Linked DNA regions of Rattus norvegicus: region 2 is linked to region 1. The links are chromatin contacts, called in public HiChIP or PLAC-seq maps. All regions are on one chromosome and are shown on one strand. The core of a region is the stretch at or near the end of the contact, and the rest is flanking DNA. Distances in the headings are between cores, read along the strand shown. Region 1 holds the start of Mark4 (microtubule affinity regulating kinase 4). Region 2 holds the start of Relb (RELB proto-oncogene, NF-kB subunit).

The links. HiChIP or PLAC-seq counts read pairs in DNA pulled down with a chosen protein or histone mark.
Region 2: an H3K27ac HiChIP or PLAC-seq map of oligodendrocytes shows a contact between it and region 1, with 3 times the contacts expected there. The contact joins the promoter of Relb here to the promoter of Mark4 in region 1. A contact is called at or near these places in 4 of 12 Hi-C or Micro-C datasets (the A7r5 cell line, Schwann cells, frontal cortex and 1 more) and 1 of 1 datasets of contacts at active chromatin or transcription factors (oligodendrocytes).

What each region holds. Positions count from the first base shown.
Region 1 is chr1:88,234,171-88,238,994 of GRCr8, reverse strand. It overlaps Mark4 (microtubule affinity regulating kinase 4), which reads left to right and starts at 2,442. Exons shown (of 17, transcript NM_001191071.1): 1 at 2,442-2,516. The coding sequence starts at 2,466.
Region 2 is chr1:88,410,434-88,415,257 of GRCr8, reverse strand. Relb (RELB proto-oncogene, NF-kB subunit) reads left to right here and starts at 1,878. Exons shown (of 11, transcript NM_001427140.1): 1 at 1,878-2,088; 2 at 3,153-3,203. The coding sequence starts at 2,037.

The DNA.
Region 1 (4,824 bases), core at 1,193-3,692:
GAAAAACAAACAACTCCCAGAGTTATAACTGGGTGTGGTGCTCGCGCCTGCAGTCTCAGGCCTCCGGGGTGGAGGTAGGAGGATCAAGGCCAACCTCAACGGAGGAGAACCTGGGTTATATGATAACTGGTCTCAAAATCAATAAATGAGTAGGGTTAGCTGTGTGGCGGGGTGCGGTGAAGGTGCTTGCCTTTAAGGTGGGTGACCGGAGTTTGATCCTGGGGACTCACAGAGAGAGGAGACAACTGACTTCCAAATTTGTACACACACACACACACACACACACACACACACACACACACACCACACACTCACACACACACAAGCATGTGCACGCATCTGTAGTTATTGGAGAAGCCAGAGAAGGTGTCAGGTCCCCTAGACCTGGAGTTACAGATGGTCATGAGCCACCATGGGGGCGCTGGGAACTGGGCCCAGGTCCTCTGGAAGAGCAGCCAGTGCTCCTAACTGCTGAGCCACATCTTTAGTGCACCCTGCCCCAGTTCAATACAATTCGCTTCCTTGCATGTTTGCATGATTTAACTTTTTACAAAAGATTCATTTATTTATTCTGAGTACACTGTTGCTATCTTCAGACACACCAGAAGAGGGCATTAGATCCCTATTACAGATGGTTGTGAGTCACCATGTGGTTGCTGGGATTTGAACTGAGGACCTCTGGAAGAGCAGTCAGTGTTCTTAACCACTGTGTCACCTCATTTTTAACTTTTTTTTTTCTTTTTTTCGGAGCTGGGGACCGAACCCAGGGCCTTGTGCTTGCTAGGCAAGCGCTCTACCACTGAGCTAAATCCCCAGCCCCCATTTTTAACTTTTAAAAGTGTTTATGCTTAGTAGCCAGTCCTATAACCAGCTTGCTCGAGCTAGCTCCAGCACATGGCTGCTATCCTTTGTCTCTTGTGGCTTTTATTCTGTCTGATAGGGTCTCATATAGACCAGGCTAGTCTTGAACTCACTATGGAGTTGAGGATGATCTGGAACTTCAAACCTTCCAGGATACCACCATGCTTGTAACATCTAATTTTCACAAAGGGAAACTGAGGCTCAGGAAGACTTTCTAAGACAGCGAGACAATGGGCTCTGGGCCAGGGTGATGCATCCCCCCCCTTTCCTCCCACAAGGCACTGTGTGTTCTCAGCACAGTCTCACCCCACCCCCACCCCCCACACCCGGGTCTGTATGCCCCTGCAAGTCAACACCTGTTTGGGCTTCCAGCTATCTTGGCAGGCAAGTGAGGCTCTCTCTCCTTCATTGTACAGACTGGGAAAGTGAGACAGCCGGGGCTGCTGGCCAGTTATCTACCCTTGCTGCACCCAGGGCTGAAGCTCAGGATGTCCTTGAACCCCTGATCTTCTTCACCCCAGGGACTGCCTCCAATTTTGGTTTTTCTTTTCTGAGATAGGGTCTTGCTGTGTATGGTCTAGAACTCACTGCAACCCATTCTCTCAATCGGGATGACAGGCACACAGGCCTGCCTCTCTCTCTCTCTCTCTCTCTCTCTCTCTCTCTCTCTCTCTCTCTCTCTCTCTCTCCTTTCTTGCTGCCACTCCTTTATTCCTTTCCTCGGCAGACTTCCAGTCCTGGAGTTTCTCTTTGTCTCTTTAGTTCCCTCTGCCTTGGCGCCTGATTATCTCCGTTCTGTCTTTGTCTCTGTGTCTCTGTGTCTCTGTGTCTCTGTCTCTGTCTCTGTCTCTGTCTCTGTCTCTCTCTCTCTCTCTCTCTCTCTCTGGGGTGTGTGTGTGTGTGTGTGTGTGTGTGTGTGTGTGTGTGTGTGTCTCCCCGGTCCCTGTCTCTGTCCCCTTTCTGTCCTGATCCTTTTGTCTCTGCCCTTGGCTTCTCTGTCCCTCTTTGTGACTTTGCTTCTTCCCACCTCGCGTCTGTGTGTCCCCTCTCCCATCTCTCAACATCTCCCTCTACTCTCTCCTCAGCAACTCTCTGCCGCTGACTCTGATTCTCTTGTGAGAACTTGCTGGAGACCGGCACGCCCAGACCTGCCTCCGCCCCCAGAACCGGGGAGCCAGCCCAGGCCTGTGCCTTTAAGAGCCGGCGGCAGGGGCGGAGTCTCAACTGACCCCGCCCACCGCGCCCCTCCCCCTGACGTCCCTTCCTCCCCAGCCCCTCGGTCGCCTCCCTCCGCCGCCGCCCCGGGCCGGCTCCGCGCCCCCTCCCCGGCCCCCGCCCGTGCACCCTCCTGTCTGCCCGCTGCCCAGATGGCGCCCCGGGTTCCCCTTGCACGGGGCCACTAGGACCCTCTGTGTCTTCTCCCCTCCCCCGTCCTGCCCTCTCTCGCTCTCGCTCAGCGAGGACTCGGGCGTCCAAGGCGCCCAGCTTTTGAGCTCGCGTCCCCAGGTCGGCTGGGGGGGGAGGGGAAGAGAGGGGACCCCGAGATCCCCACCCCCCCCCACCCGGCCGCCCCTGTCCCTTTCCCTCCTGGGACCCCAAAGAAGATGTCTTCGAGGACGGCGCTGGCCCCGGGCAACGATCGGAACTCGGACACGGTGAGTGGGGCCCAGCCCCTTGGGGAACCCTGGCTGAGTCCAGCCATAGAACCCCTCCCGGACCACTGACCCCGCCAGTCTTGACTCCTTTCCCGGCTCCACATCCCAGACCGACGCTTCCCATGACTTTGAGGCCTCTCCGCTCCCTCCTCCCGACAGCCCCAGCCCAGCCCGACCCCTAGGGGCGCCCCTGTCTTTGGACCCTTCTCCGGTCCCTCTGCAGAGCGCTTCCGCCTGGTCTCTTCCCTCCAGGAAGCCCCCTCCCCTGCCCACCGGCAGCCCCTCCCTTCCTCAGCTGCCCCGTAGTCCCCGGCTCGCTCGCTCGCCCGCAGTCTGGCCTCGACTCTTCCCGGATGGCATGGGCCCCTGTTCCCCGAGGCGCAGCCCTGTCTCCCCCCTACCCCATCCCCCTCGCAAGGCCCGACCCGGCCTGGCCCTGCTGTCCTCCCTGCCTCTTGTCGAGTCGGGGTGCTGGCTCTCCCTGCTACCCCTGGCCAGTCCCCAGATCTGTTTGGGCTCCTGAGAGCTGCCTCCCCAGGAAGCCAAATGGCACCTGGGCCCAGGGCCCTGCCCGCTTCCTTCAAGGTGTCTCTACTCCCTAGCCTGACCCTGCTGTGCCAGGCTACTCTGTCCTTGGATCCTTGTCGCCTCTGGGGTCCCCTAGATGCGACCCAGGCGCGTCCAGTCTTCCTAAGGAAAACCTTGGTTTCTAACCTGCAGGCTCCAATCCTGTGCTAGGGTTCCAGGCCCCAGGCCAGACTGACTCTGGCTCCTCCTGAGACTCTCCCCAATTTCACCTCCTCATCCCCTCCCCACAACTCCCTTCTAACTAGAGCCCCTTTCCTTCCTGGATGTTGGGCTTTCTGGAGGAAACACCACCACCACCACCACCACCACCACCACCACCACCACCACCACCACCACCCCACCACCCCCAGACCCTAGGCCTTCCCTTCTCCCTTCATTCTGCCCATGCCTTTGACCTCCTCCTGCCTGGGTCTTTAGCCCTGACATCTGGGAGTTTACTGAGCCCAGATCCTCTGGTTTGGGGACTCCTGGCTGCACCGTTTCCCATGCCAGGGTCTTCCTTCATGGAGGCAAGGCAGGACCCCGCTCCCCATCCTGCATTTCCCACAATTCTGACAGTTTTCCAGGTGTCTAAGTCAGCCCACCGATCCATTCTCGCTTATGCTGGTTCCTCTACCGGCCACCCTCTCACCAACCTTCAACACAGCCCAGCCACACACTTTTGTTTTTGGACAGAGTTCCTCTATGTAGACCAGGTTGGCCTTGAACTCAAAAAGATCCACTTGCCTCTGCCTCCTGAGTACACCCTGAAGCTTTTCCTGTTTCTAATGCACATGGTAGCTATTAGATAATGCCTCTCTGCCCCTCTGCCCCTGTACCCTGTTGGCCTAGGTTTCAAGTTGGAGGTTTCACTCAGGCCCACCCACTATGGTTTCCCCAGTCATTCCAGAGAGGAACCCGGTTTCTGAGTCTTGGATTCGAATGCTGCCTCCATGGGCCAGATTACATTGTAAAGCCTGAAGAGGCTTCCTTCTCTGAGCCTGATTCCGGCCTTGGAAAGTATGTGTGTGTGTGTGTTGGAGGGGTTGGGGGGTAACGACTTGAGTCCCCCAAAGAATTACCGGAGACATGTGGGTGAAGGCTGGTACATAGGCGGCGCTCATGGCTGTTGGCTGCTGGCATGACTGGGGATCTGAGTCAGAAGGCGGTGTGTTCTCAACTACAGCTGTCTTTAGTCGTCAGACAAGCTCCCAGAGTCTGCTCCAGCCTCAGTTTCCTTGTCAGTGGGTTGATGGGGGCACCTCCCTGACAGGGACTTCTTCAGGTCACATGTTGTGATTATCGCTACCTTAATTATTCAAATAAACTCAGATTCACATCGCACTGCTGTGTGACCTCAGGCCAGTGACCTCACCTCTCTGAGCCTCTCCCCTGCGTTCCTGAGATTGTTGGGGTGTAGTGAGGGTACTGAGGTGATTCGTTGTGTCTTTTGACTCCAGTCTATGAAGATAACTTTGTCTCGTCTGGAGTGACATCGGTCTCTTTCTGCAGTCTGAGGTTATAGACCCCTCCCCTGCTACCTGCTGACCGTTGTGATACCCACAAAAGGTCACATTCTTCTACACCAACTAATAGAGCTGTGGAGACCGGGCCGGCTTCCCTATGTTCCCTAGCAACAGGCGCAGTGTTCAGGCACCAGTCTGTCGGTCAGGAGGGATCCGGGCCAGCTGGTGGTGCGGGCCAATTTTAGCTTCTGCCCCTGACCCCAGGGGGTTTCGTC
Region 2 (4,824 bases), core at 629-3,128, 180 kb before region 1:
TTGAGGTGGAGTCTTGTTATAAGTAGTCCAGACTGGCCTAGAACTCATGGTGATCTCCTGCCTCAGCCTTTCAAGTGTTGAAGTTACTGGTGTGAACCATCATGCCTGGCTCTCAGATTTGCTTTTGAATTCACAGTCCTTTCTCAGATCCAGGCAATCAACCCAGGTCCTCTTAAGTTCGAGGCAGGGGCTCTGCCATTGAGCCACGCCCCCAGCCCCTCATGGGATTCTACACAGGGGCTCTACCACTAAGCCACACCCTCAGTCCTCAATTTTTTTTTCATTTCCCCCTCTTTTTTGTTTGTATTGAGACAAGGGCCTGCTATGTAGTGGAACTCCTTGTCAGTGAATCTCCTGCCTCTGCCACTCCAGAACAGGCATATCATGGCTATAATTATCTTTTTGTGTGCTGCTGAGGATACAACCTAGAATCTCATACATGCTAGACAAGCATTCTATCAAAAGCCACATCCTCAGCCCTACAGATGGAAAATGTAAAGGAAAGCAGTGATGGGTGTGTGTGGCTGGTAAACCTGATGAGGCTTATCCTACGGGAGATGTCTACCCCTAGACTTGCCTACTACACTGGCATATTACCCATCTGGTGCAAAATTAAAAAGAATATATGGGGTTGGGGATTTAGCTCAGTGGTAGAGCGCTTACCTAGGAAGCGCAAGGCCCTGGGTTCGGTCCCCAGCTCCGAAAAAAAAGAACCAAAAAAAAAAAAAAAAGAATATATGGTTCAATGTGAAAGTTTCATGATATTCCCATTTCCATATTTGTCAAATTGTACTGTAATAGAACACAGCCACACCCCTGTTTCTGGCCCTTTGCTGTTTACATACAGTGGCACATTTGAAAATTAAGACCATGTGGTTCTGAAAGCCTGGGCCTAATGTCTCATTGCAAGGAAAAGTTTGCTCTAGCTGGGCATGATGGTAGGTGCCTGCAGTTGCCAGCACTTGGAAGACTGAGGCAGATGGATTGCCATGAATTCAATGCCAGCCAGAGCTCCAAAGCAAAACCAAAACAATGCTCTTTGCTTTGCTGTGTAGCAGTATGCGGTGTAGTTCTGGTGCCACTCCATTCACTGCTGCACTTTTCTGCCTCTGGAGCAAGAAGTGGGTCTAGTTTTTGTTTTAGGAATGCTGTGCCCCATTTTTCATTACAGGCTGCAGCATACAGCAAGTGCTTAATTATGCGTAGGTTGCTTGAATCATTGATCACACATGCGATGAGAGAAGTGGAATGGATCATAGGTGTCATATATCACCAAGGGGCTGGCTGGAACTGTAGCTCAGTTGGTAATGTTCGCCTAACATGCATGAAGCCCTGGGTCCAATACTCAGGTACTGCATAGACCAAGGTGGTAGTTCATGCCTGTCGTCCCAGCACTGGAGGGACGAATCTGAAGAATCCTTGAGGGCAAAAGGATCTGCAGTTCAAGGTCACCACTCTAGGCAAGATGAGACCCTATCTAAATGTTACATCAAATTATCAATGGCTGCTAACTTCCCGCTCCTGGCTTCATTTGTCAGCCTGAAAGATAGCAGGTTCAAGTCCTAAGGGTGGGGAAAGAAGTGCCCGTTTCTCAGCTTATTCTGTGGGTAGGGCATGAATGGACCCGGACAGACCTCAGTGGTCTTGGCCAGTGCATTGGGCAGCGACTCGCACCCGGACCCTGCACGGTGCCAAGCCTTCCCTTCCCGGCCGGCCCCGCCCCCGCAGTCACGTGAGCAGCGGGGGTTTTCCCATTCCCTTTGCCGTGACGTCACGGAGGGGTGTGAGCCAATGGGCGCGCAGGCCGGCGGCGCCGGGGAATTCCGCCGCCCCGCCCCCGCCCGCCGCCCGCTCGGCCCGGCGCCCCCCGCAGCCCCGGGCGCCGTGCGTCCAACCCGGCCTTCGGCCCTATCCTTGCGCGGCTTCCCCGGCCGGTGATCGTCCCAACAGACTGGGCTGTCCGGCTGCCCGGCTTGCCCTCGTGCGCGCTTCGCCCTGAGCTTGCCTTTGGGCTGTCGGTCCCTACGGGCCGGGCCATGCCGAGTCGCCGCGCTGCCAGAGAGTCCGCGCCCGAGCTAGGGGCCTTGGGTAAGCAAAGTGGAACCTCTGGGGCGGGGCCGGTCTGGGGGAGTTCGGGGCGCTCGGAGTCATCTGCGGATTCCCGCAGGTTTCGCGCTTCGGTGCGGAGAGTACGAGGGTGGCGGGGACACTGCGTGAGGGACGAGGCAGAAGGTAGAGGATGGTGAAGGGTCCTGCCGGGGAGATACAAGCTAGGCGTCCCGCTAAAGAGTGAGAAGGGGGCGGGGCCTGAGCCTGAGGCAAAGAAGGGGGCGGGCCCGGCGGCGATCGAGGGGAGGGGCGGGGCATAACTCTGAAGGGGAGGAGCCGGACGCCCGTAGGGGCGGGACAAACTTCTAGAGGAGGCTTCTGGTTTACAGAGTGGGTGAGGCTGCGCTAAGGAGTAAGGGGCGGAGCCTAATTCGAGGAAGTAGCTTTATGCTCTCCAAACAAGGGGGACCCTCCTGCAAGGCCTAAAGGCAAAGAAAGAGGCGGGGCCTAGCTTCAAGATTTAAGGGGGAGCGGAGCCTGACCTGGAGGAGGCGGACCCAGGACTGTGCTTGACAGGAAATAAGGGCGGGGTCAGGCTCCAAGAGCAAGAAGAGGTGTGTGGCTCAGTGAGTGGGCGGGACTTACCGGGGGTGGGGGGGTAGGGGGGGGAGAAGGAACGGGACGTGGTGACAGGTTTAGGGACGGGGCGGGGCTTGTTCAGAAAACGAAGGGAGGGGCCTGATGCTGGGATTGAAAGGGGGCGGGGCCTTTAGCGAAATGGGGAGAGGAAAGTTCTCTAGTGACAAAGTATTGGGGCTCGGATTTCGCCCTGAGGGAAGAAAGGAGACGGGGGGGGGGTACGGGGGGTTTTCCTGAAGTATCAGGAGTCCTCCAAGTCTCACCTTAGTGGGGAAAGTAGCAGATATTGGGTGGTGACTGGCGGGGTCAAGGGCAGAAAGGAAAAGTCAGAACTTTGTCAAGAGTTAGAGTGAGAAGGGTGGCCTCACTTGAGCTAGGTAAGGAAGAGGGACTTTGTTCAAAGGGCCAAGCCAGAGAAAGGAGCAGGGTTGTCAGAGTCTCTGGTCCTGCATTTGTTGATCCAGGTCTCCGTCTCCCAGGTTCCAGTGACATCCCTTCGCTGTCCAGGACCACAGGTGAGCAACCCTCCTCGGTCCCTGCCCATCTGCTTGTAGGAAATAGGATTGGAGGAGCTCCTGTGGAGAGGGAATGAGTGTACCCACTTGCAACCTTTGTCTCTCCCTGCTGGTCAGTGAGTCCTTACTTGCCCATAGTTCCAAGGCTATCAGAAAGGTGTATAGTTCTAAATGCTGATCCCTAAGTAGAAGCCCTTTTAGATGATCCCCACCATCCATTATCTTGGACCTTGGAACTGAATCTCAGAAATGATGTTACCACCCCCTCACTGGGTGAATCCACAAGAGATTTCCCTAAAACTACCTCAGTTTTATCCATCTGTATGATGAATTTCATACCCATTTCTTTCTTTGTGGGGATGGAGAAAGTTAGATGAGTCGATGCTTACAAGTTCACCGTTTTCCGATTAGTGGTAACTGTTAGTGGCATAGTCATGATAACAAAAGCAGTAATCGCTTTTACTTAGACAGTGGTAGCTCTCAGACCATGTGCATTCAAATTATCTGGAAGCCTCATTAAAGTGGGGAGAGGGAGCAGGCAGGGGTGGTCTTGACCTTTATTCGCAGCACTCAGGAGGCAAAAGCAGGCAGATCTCAGTGAAGTCAGCCTGGTCTACAGAGTGAGTTCCAGGACAGCCAGGTCTATAGAGAGAAAGCTGTCTCACAACAACAATAACAACAACAACAATTACCAAATGGCAGTACATGCCTGTACTGTACTGTAATGTTCTCAGCACAGGGGAGGCTGAAGCAGGGGCATGGGCACAAATTTGAGGCCATTGAATGAGTTGGAAGCCAGCCTGGCTTATAGTGGTACCCTGTATCAAAACACAAAACAAACCCACACACAAGACGAACAGAAGATGTAGCTCAGTTGAGAGTTTACCTAGGCCCTGGGTTTGATACCAGCACTCTATAAAATGGGGCCTATTGATTCACACCTGTGATTCCAGTAGCTCGGGGTGAAAACAGGAAGATAGAGTTCAAGGTCATCCTCCGCTACATGTCATGTTCAAGGCCTATCTGAGTGTCTCCGTTGTTTTTCTATTGCTGGGAAAAAAACACTATGACCAAGACAAAGGATTTATTGGGACTTAATAGTTTCAGAGGGGGGCTGGGGATTTAGCTCAGTGGTAGAGCGCTTGCCTAGGAAGCACAAGGCCCTGGGTTCGGTCCCCAGCTCCGAAAAAAAGACCAAAAAAAAAAAAAAATAGTTTCAGAGGGTGAGCCAATGACCATCTTAGTAGGGAGACTAGCATCAGACAGGCAGGCATAGGCTGGAGCACTAGCTGAGAGCGCATCTGCATAAGGCAGAGAGCAGCCGAGAGAGTGAGAAGAAAATGGGAAGGGTAGGACCTTCTGAATCCTCAAAGTCTATGCCCAGTGATACACTTCCTCCAACAAGGCCACATTTGTTAACACTTTCCAGATAGTTCCACCAACTGGAGATTAAGTATTCAAACATATGAGTCTATGGGAGCCATTCTCATCCAAAATATCATACTGGGCAGCATAAGAAACTGTCTCAAAGGGGCTGGGGATTTAGCTCAGTGGTAGAGCGCTTACCTAGGAAGCGCAAGGCCCTGGGTTCGGTCCCCAGCTCCGAAAAAAAGAACCAAAA